2 separate regions of the Mustela erminea genome follow, and region 2 is linked to region 1. The links are chromatin contacts, called in public Hi-C maps. All regions are on one chromosome and are shown on one strand. The core of a region is the stretch at or near the end of the contact, and the rest is flanking DNA. Distances in the headings are between cores, read along the strand shown. Region 1 holds the start of STAMBP (STAM-binding protein). Region 2 holds the start of BOLA3 (bolA-like protein 3).

Region 1 (4,069 bases), core at 652-3,151:
AATTAAGAGAAAAATACCATATGCTTGTGGCTTGTATCAGATAAAGTCTCTTTCCCACAAGAAGGCTGAGACCCTCGAGGAAGTGCCTATCACAATGATAAAAGCATTGGCCGACTTAAAACCCCACAAAACCTGTGCCATGATTAGGTGGTACAGGGAGTAAAACTATAATGGGGATTTGGTTCTACCCTTTAATCATTCCCTATCATGAGGTGGCCCTGCTCTCAGCACCATAAAAAGATGGATGGTATCTTATATTTTTTGCGCTACTTCTCCCACCAGCTACCCACTTTCATCTATCCCAGTACTTGGCATAGTATACTCAAAGAACTTTCAAGATGATTGTTAACTGATTTCAAGTTTGGTCATTTTCATTTAATGAGTAATGACACTTTCCCATGGTGTACTTTTTCATCTCTAAGCACATGGTGAGGGGAACTAGTCTGGGAATGAATGCAGAACAATTCTAGTTCTGCTCACTAAATCCCTCTTTCAGTCAATCCACAACATCATTCATCATGTCATCATGGTAATGAATTTAGACCTGAAAAACAACTTACTCAAATCTATCCTCAAAGACTAAGCACTCTCCAAATAACAAAAGGGCACAAAGGTAACTCGGTACTCAAAAATAAATAAGTAGGTAAATAAATAAATAAATAAAACAGACCCACAAAAAGCAGGGAGTTTTCCCTCCCTGTGCTTCGAACTGCAGTAATTCTACAATCTTTCTAGATCTCATTCTATTGCTACAATCAGATTCCAACTCCCAATTGGTATGACTCTACATCATTTTCAAAAATAATCTGGGTACTTGATACACACTGAATTACAGCCCACCCTAGCCAGCATGCTCTAGAATATACGACTAGAGTAGAACCCATTTTGGAATTCAAGGCCCTCTCACAAGTGGTCCCACTTTCTTTTCAGTCTTAAACCTTACTCCTTCCCATCAGAGATCTTTCCCTTCACTCAGGATTCTAATCTGCCCAGAAATCCTCAAATGTGTTTCATTTGTCTACCCACTGTTTTCCTGTTCTCCCCTCCAAGCCCTCCCTCAAAGAGGCTTTTCTTGGTCAATTCCACCTCTAGGTCACACTTCCCCCAAGCTTCCTCTCTAAACACCCTCACAAGTAGTACAAAAGCTGTGCAGACTACCAGGGATGCAAAGGCCTTCCATCTCCCCCAAAGCCGTTTTAGAGGCTCAGAAAGCCGCTCAGCAAATCTAAAACCTCCCCAGGCTGCCTAATTAGTAAACTCGATCCAGAGCCCATTAAAGCTAACTGAAGCTTGTTGCGCCTCAGTACCTCTGGGGAGATGATCTGTAAGGTCGAGAATGGAACCCCCTCCCAAGGCCAGCGAGCGGTACTAGAGGGCTGAGCAACACTCCAGAGGAGATGCGGCATCCGCAAAAAAAGGAGAAGGTGGCATAAAGGACTGAGGAGGAAAGACGAGGTCAAAGGAAGTTGCAGGAACGAGCCGAGGGGGCGTATTCAGTGGAGAGGGACCTCCTGACACCTGCTTGAGATCCCCTCCTTCAAGGCCCTTACGCCCAAGTTGCCAACCCAGGGCAAAATTATCCAAGGTTCTCGGGTCTTCAGAGCGCGGCAGGAGGAGACGCGCGGGGACGCACGGGGACGCGCGGGGCCTGGCGGAGGCCGGTGCCGTCAGTGGCCTCGCGCGCGGCGGGCCGGGCAGAGGGCGCGGGGACGACAAGGCCGCAGGCCCCACACTCACGGCGGCCACTCCCCTTCAGAGTCCGACTACGCTCCGGGGCTCAGCCCCACCACATTTCCCGGACCCTTCCCCACCTGTCCCCGCGGACGACACTCGGAGCTTCCGGAAACGTCACATCCGGCGCGCGCCCCGCCCCTCCCGCTGGTCTACCCATTGCACTCTCAAAAACGCAGGACCCAGGGCGGTGAGCTGGTGGGAGGGGTTAGAACCGCCACCTCCCCCCCCCGTCCCCCCTCCCGCGAAAAAAGGCTGCCAATGAGGAGAGAGCTCGACAGCGGCCATCTTGGTAAAGGAAAAGCGACAAGGTAGAAGGGACAGCGCGTTGTTAAAGTAGTTAAATGGTCAAGCTAACTTCTATTTGTGGAATTAATTTGACTTTGGGTCGAGTTTCCTGCCAGATAGCCCCTATACCACACTTACACAAATCCACAAATCAACATTCAAGAAGGGATTGGTGATGCAAGTACCTGGCTGAACTAAGCAAGTTTTCTAAATTGGTGGGGGGGAAAAAAAACAAAAACCAAACTCTTGAAAATTTCTGCTTGTTTGTGTCACTTCCTACGCAAAATTGATAGCCTGAGGTATTTGGCAATAGCTTCTATTGCTTAGAAAAAAACTTGAGACTAACTTTTGAATGTTAGAACTCCAATACAAATTTATTAAAAATGAGTGTTTGGGGCCCCCTGGGTGGCTCAGTGGGTTAAAGCCTCTGCCTTTAGCTCAGGTCGTGATCCCAGTGTTGTGGGATAGAGCCCCACATCCGGCTCTCTGCTCAGCAGGAAGCCAACTTCCTCCATTCTCTCTCTCTGCCTGCCTCTCTGCCTACTTGTGATCTCTGTGTGTCAAATGGATAAATAAAATCTCTTAAAAAATAAATTTTTTTTTAAAAAATGAGTGTTTGACTTCTAAGGGCCACGTGCCATGCAGTGGAGACCGAAACTGTATGATGTGGTTCCTGCCCCTGCAGCCAGGACAGGCAGCTGTTTACACCAAGTACAAACAGTGGCATATTCTCTGTATGGGTGTGTGTATGTATGAATATCTTGCACAGCTGCTTTCCAAAAAGATCCTTCAAGCCTGCTATCTCCGTATCAGGAGATTTTGTATATCACCACTCTGATACTTTCTGCTCTCTGGGGACACTCTACCCACCAAACTTGGGGACCCTCCCTGTAAGTTCCTTAATGTGATGACATGACCTATCCTTCAAGGTCTTGCTTAAAGCCCCTGAACTGGTGTTATTTCTTCCACTAGATCAGGGTTCAGATCTCTAATTTTCTGACTCGCTGTTGTGGATCTGTCTTTGGAATTTCCCCAAAGTGATTCTATGTGGTCACTGGCTTTTGAGACTTACAGCTGAAAGCATTTAACAGAATGAGACTCTTTCTCTCCTACAAGCATAAATAGGCATGTCAGTGCAAGGATCCACTATCAATTCTCCTGGATCTCATGCTGATAACTCTGGCAGGACAGTTGTAAAGGGGACCATGGGGGTCCTCAGAACTCTATTTCTCTACTGACTCTTTCCCTTCAGAATGTAAACATAGTGGGTAGAGCCTGAAGAAATTAAGCCACTGGGGGAGCTGGTCTTAGGGAAGGCATACAGTGCAATCGGAGTCCTGGCAGAAGTCAACACAGTTCAAAATCCAACCCATCCAACTTCTCAGTAAACATTTGTTGAGCATCTACTACATGCCAATTGCTGTTCTAGGTGTTAAGGATACAGCCACGGACAAATCCAGCAGGTGGATATTGTTATTGTGCAAGTGCAGACAGAAGCAGAGCTGGTGGGGGGAAAAAGAGGCACCTGCTTCCATTAAGCACAGATTCCAAAAAGTAGCTCTTGGCTTTGTAATATTTAACATAACAAGTTAACAGAATTTACAAACATTCTAGAAGTTAAGAGTATGAGGAGAAGTCTTTAAGAAGCTATGAATGGGAAACACATAAGAGAGGAGTGTGGAATAATCACAAACACAGCAACCATCTCACAGAGGCTGTGCTCTATATTAGAAAGGAGATATGCCCCAGTGACGGCAGTTCTTAAGATCATGGCTAAGAGGATATAGTAAGCAGGATCTGGTTCACTCAGGGAGAGAATCTGTAAATATTGAACAGTTTTTGGGCTCTGGGACAAGTGGTCAGCACTCTTGGGTTTACAGGCATTGGAAACAACAAGCAAGAAAACCCTGGCCAATATGAATATCTGACATTCTTCATTTCTTTATTAACTGGGAAAGTTGAAAACTGGACCCTTTTATATGTGAAACCAGGAAATTAACGCTGCAAGAATTCTGTTGGCTCTTGGCTTAACTGAAGAGAATATTCTACT
Region 2 (4,509 bases), core at 750-3,249, 280 kb before region 1:
CACAAGTTGTGGGCCCCTAAGTTTATTGTGGGGCAATCAGAGGAGGCTGCCTGAAGAAGACAAGGCTTGAGTTGGCTTAGAAGTTGGATAACCACATAAGCAAGCTTGTAACATAGATGGCACAAGGAGGCACCAGCCGTCCAATATTACTGAAGGATGGATGTCAGCTGGACAGGTACGTAGGGGTTAAATCATATGAAAGAACTTGGGTTTTTGCCAGTAGGTGATGAAGGGTTAGAAGGATTTTCGATAAGCAAATAATGGACAGGTTTTCACTTCAGATAGCTCTGACAGCAATGTGGAGATGGGTAGGGGAGGATACTCGGGCAGACTGTCCAAAATAACAATAATAATGTAAACCATCATGAAATTAGGAAGAAGAAAAAGGTTGAAGATAAGAAAAACTATCGATTTTCACCAAAAGAGGAATTCGTCCAATACAAATCAGTGAGTTTAATGTGGGTGTCTTACAAGTAACAAACCCACTAACCAACTAAAATGACTTCAGTGCTTATTTCTGGCACCCTACAGTGTCCAGCATCTGTCTCCCAACAACTTCTGGATCTACTTCATTTCTAAACGGGTGCTGCGCACATGATTACAAAGATGGCAGCCGGTGGCAAAGGACCATTTCTCTTCCGGAGTGCCAGAGGAGTCTCTAGAGCAATTCTCACTGGGCCGGCTCAGATCATTGACCGTCCGAAACCAATCGGTGCCTGCTGGGCCATGACCTGGGTCATGTGACCACTCTCAGGGGAGGAAAGGTCGACCTCCTCTGAACCTTGGTGGTATGAGGAGCCAAAGGTGGTTCACTCCTACACAATGGGTAAAATATTTTTGGTAGTTTTAATTACTCCTGAGAAGAAAAATGAAAAGTTAGCAAATTATCCCTAATCCCACCAGCCATGATGTTTTAAGGAACGAAGCAAAAAAATATGAGAGAGGTTACTAGAGTAATCCAAAGGAGAAATTATAAGACCCAAAACAGAAGTCACTCAGTACTGGAATGAATAAGCATATATCTAGGTGATCACTATAAGGGCAACTGTAGGCCTGTCCCACGTGTGGACGAACATACTGAACATGGTGACGGCACAGGCCGGAATGCAATAGTGAGAACTGGGGAAGTCTGCAGGGCTTACCAGACTGCCAAAATATACAGCCTGAGAGAGAAAGGGCATGAGGCCTTGAGGTGTGTGGGAATCAGTCCAGAGGTGGGGCAGGCTTGCTGGATAATCGTACCTGTCCTCGAGCCGGCAGCTTCCACTACATTCTCAGGACTCTACGGTCTCCGGCTCTGCTTCTCTGCAGGCACCTTAAACTCGGGCAAAACCCAAACCGAGTTTGTTGGCCCCTTTCACGACAAACCTCGCCCTCCTCCACCCATCGCACTGTCCACACCAGACACCTACCTCAGCCTCGCCGCCCAGTCCAGTCACTCCGTTCCCTTCCCCTCCCAAGTATCCGGAGCCACTCCTCCATCCCTGCTGTTCTAGCTGTCGCTGAGACCTCACATCTCACCCGCACCATCGCGGCAGCGCCAGAACTTCTGTCCTCATCTCCAGTGTCAGGCCCCCTACAGTCCCTCCTCTTCGCACGATCTTTCTAAAACGCAAATCTGAAAACGACTCCCCTGCTTTAAGTCCCTCCACGGCCCCCCTGTTCTGGAGGGAGAAACCCACACTCCCCAGTTTGGAAGCCAGGTTGCCGGCGGTGGGGATGGGAAGGGAGATGTCCTTCCTAGGGCGAGAGGGGCATTGGCCTGTGGGCAACTCGGATCGGAGGGCCTAGAACCCCGGGCGTCCCCCGGCTGGGCAAGAAGAGCCCGCCGGTGGAACGACCCCTGGAGGCTGGCGGAGCTCGGCGCGGACCGGGCCGGGCCGACGCGCGAGCTGGCGGAGCAGCGAGTTCCGAGGAGGCGCCCCCCGGGGCGAAGACCGGCCGGGAGCTGCAGCCGGGCGGCTCGCGACCTCCGGGCGGCAGGGGGCGGCCTCGCCCGCGGCGACGACGGCTTCCGGTCCCCGGCTCCGCGCCTCTCAGGGGACGCGGCGACCTCGGGCGCCGGGCCGCGTCGGCCGGGCATGGCAGCGTGGAGCCCGGCCGTGGTGGCGCCGCTGCTCCGCGGGATACGCGGGGTGAGCGCGGGCGGGGCCGGGCTGTGGTTCCCGGGCGGGAGCTGCGGAGGGGCCGCGGGGCCGGTCGAGGCTGGAGGACGGGCTCGCGGAGAGCGCGGCGCCGGGCCTGGCGCCCTCCCCTTCCCGTCTCTCATTCATTCCTCGTGGGTTGGGTCCTTCCCTGGGCCCGAGCGGCGGGGCTCCGAGAAGTGTCAGGCTCTGGCGCGCGCTGGCGGAGCTCCCTGAGCCGGTGGAGGTGGGGGGCGAGGGGAACAGACACGGAAACCGTTGTGATCCGGTGGGCGCGGAGAGAGCGATGTGGACGCACCCAGCCGGAGACCCGGCAGCCCCAGCTCGCAGTCCTGGCGTGCCTGCCGGAGAGTGCGAGGGTCTGGGCTTTGGGCAAGTCCTCTCAGCCTCTGGGACCTTAACCCTTTCCAAGCCCCACACGCCCTGACTAAAAGCCCAGCAGAGGGCACTCGCCACGCGCTCTCCGAACTTTCTCTCCTCCCTGCCTCCGCGAAGTATGAAGAGGGGGTGACTCTCCGCGCGGACAGTCGGGGTTCTAGGGATTTTGTCAGTACATTGCTCGTGTAAAGGCCGCTGCCTGCAGATCAGCTAAACGGAGGAAAGACCTCCCAAGGAATCAGTAATGTCAAGTACCCTCAGCCCTTAGCGATTACTGCTTCTGCCTGCCACCTGGTTACCCTCTGCCCTTGCCCCTCCAAGGCTCTGTCCTCAGAAGAGGCTCCATCTTACCCCCTCCTCCAGCCCAGTCTTAGGCCCACAACATCAAGTTTCTGTCCCTCCGTCTCACTCCAGACCATTTTTCTGACCTGCCTTTCAGCTGCCTGCTGGAACGGCGACTTCTTTGCAGGTGCGAGCAGTCATGCCCTGCGTGCTGTGCTCGTTCTGCTTGTTCATTTGTTCATTCGTTCAGCCATCCATCACCCAAGTCTCCCGGAGGGCCTGTCCCGGCCCAGCTTTGGAAGGCTGCAGTAACAGGGTAGAGTCAGTCTTGGCCTTTGAAACCAGCTGGTGAAAGAGCCAGTGCACAGATCATTTTAAAGAAGGTGCTTCAGGGGGCACAGGTGGCTTGGTGAGGTGTCCAACTCTTGGTATCAGCTCATTTCTTGAACTCAGGGTGGTGAGTTAAAGCCCTGCGTTGGGCTCCACACTGGGTGTGGAGCCTACTTAAAAAAGAAGAAGGTGCTTTGACAGTTTCTACCACAGGACGCTGCTCTAGGCCTTCAGGAACGGCCTGAGGACAAGTGGGACTAAAGGCTGAAGGGGTGGTACGTTCAGCACCAGCACAGATGAACAGCACTCCTGCGTCCCACCTGCCATCCCCCTCCAGTCCCTGTGTACTCTGTTTGTAATAACACCTCTCATCTGGGCTAACTTCAAAAGGCACTGTTTTGTGCAGGTGACTTTGGCACCAAGAGGCCTAATAAACTCCAAAATCTTTAGCTGGACATTCAAGGCCTGCCAAGCTCTCTTGTCAGTCTCCCTTTCAGCATGTGCTTAGCCCAGTCAAAGGGCTGCAGATCTGGTTTTTTGTTCCTCATCCCATAAGGTTGGAGACGTCCCCCTCAGAAGCACTGGCTCCCTATGGTCCCCACTGGGGGCAGAGGGAGTCTTGTTACCGATGGTAAATAAAAATATTTCTCCTTCAGGTAATTTAGTAGAATTCTGCTACTTCTCTCCAGTAAGAATTGGTACATGTCACAGAGTGTAGCTGGCCTACTGAGCAGTAGGTCACAAGGCCACATCCCGCTGGAGGGTGTGGAATGTGAATCAGGCCTAAAGCACAGGTGGTGTTTGGTTTCAGCAGTGTGTAGTCGGTGGCACGCTGGCCTGGGAGGCATGTCTGAGGCAGGTTGCCCAGGCTCTGGCTCCCCATCTCACCAGTGAACCTAACCTTAGCCTTTGCTTTAGTCCCCCCGTGTCTTCGCCTCCAAAACTGACATCATGATGGTGTCTCTCTCACAGTGTTATCATGAGGGATTCAAAGATCTGTTGAGTTGCCTTGTGTCTGGAGTCAAAGTGTAACTTACAGTTCCACTCTCTACCTCCACTAACTCCCCAAAAAGCTTATTCTGGGTCTTAGGGAGCGTCAGTGGGCATGCGATGCCACACAGTGCCTGGGATGGAGCCCATGGCCAAGCTGCTGGGGGGCCTGGGCCCTGGCTGGCAGGGCAGTGGCGGGTAGGCCTGCACCCTGGCCTGGCCTGGCCTGGCCTGGCCTGGGGGGTGCCATCGTCTTGCTGAGCGGTGACTCTTCTCTGTTCTCTCGCAGCTTCCTCCTCACTGTGCCCGGCGGATGTTTGCCTCGCAAACTGAGGGGGAGCTCAAAGTGACCCAAATACTCAAAGAAAAGTTTCCTGGAGCTACA

The links. Hi-C and Micro-C count contacts between places; a contact is called where the count stands out from the background.
Region 2: a contact with region 1 is called in a Hi-C map of fibroblasts, with 5 times the contacts expected there. The contact joins the promoter of BOLA3 here to the promoter of STAMBP in region 1. A contact is called at or near these places in 2 of 3 Hi-C or Micro-C datasets (fibroblasts and spleen).

The regions. Positions count from the first base shown.
Region 1 is chr7:91,485,937-91,490,005 of mMusErm1.Pri, reverse strand. It overlaps STAMBP (STAM-binding protein), which reads right to left and starts at 1,901. Exons shown (of 10, transcript XM_032352483.1): 1 at 1,812-1,901.
Region 2 is chr7:91,761,515-91,766,023 of mMusErm1.Pri, reverse strand. It overlaps BOLA3 (bolA-like protein 3), which reads left to right and starts at 1,999. Exons shown (of 3, transcript XM_032352497.1): 1 at 1,999-2,135; 2 at 4,414-4,509. The coding sequence starts at 2,082.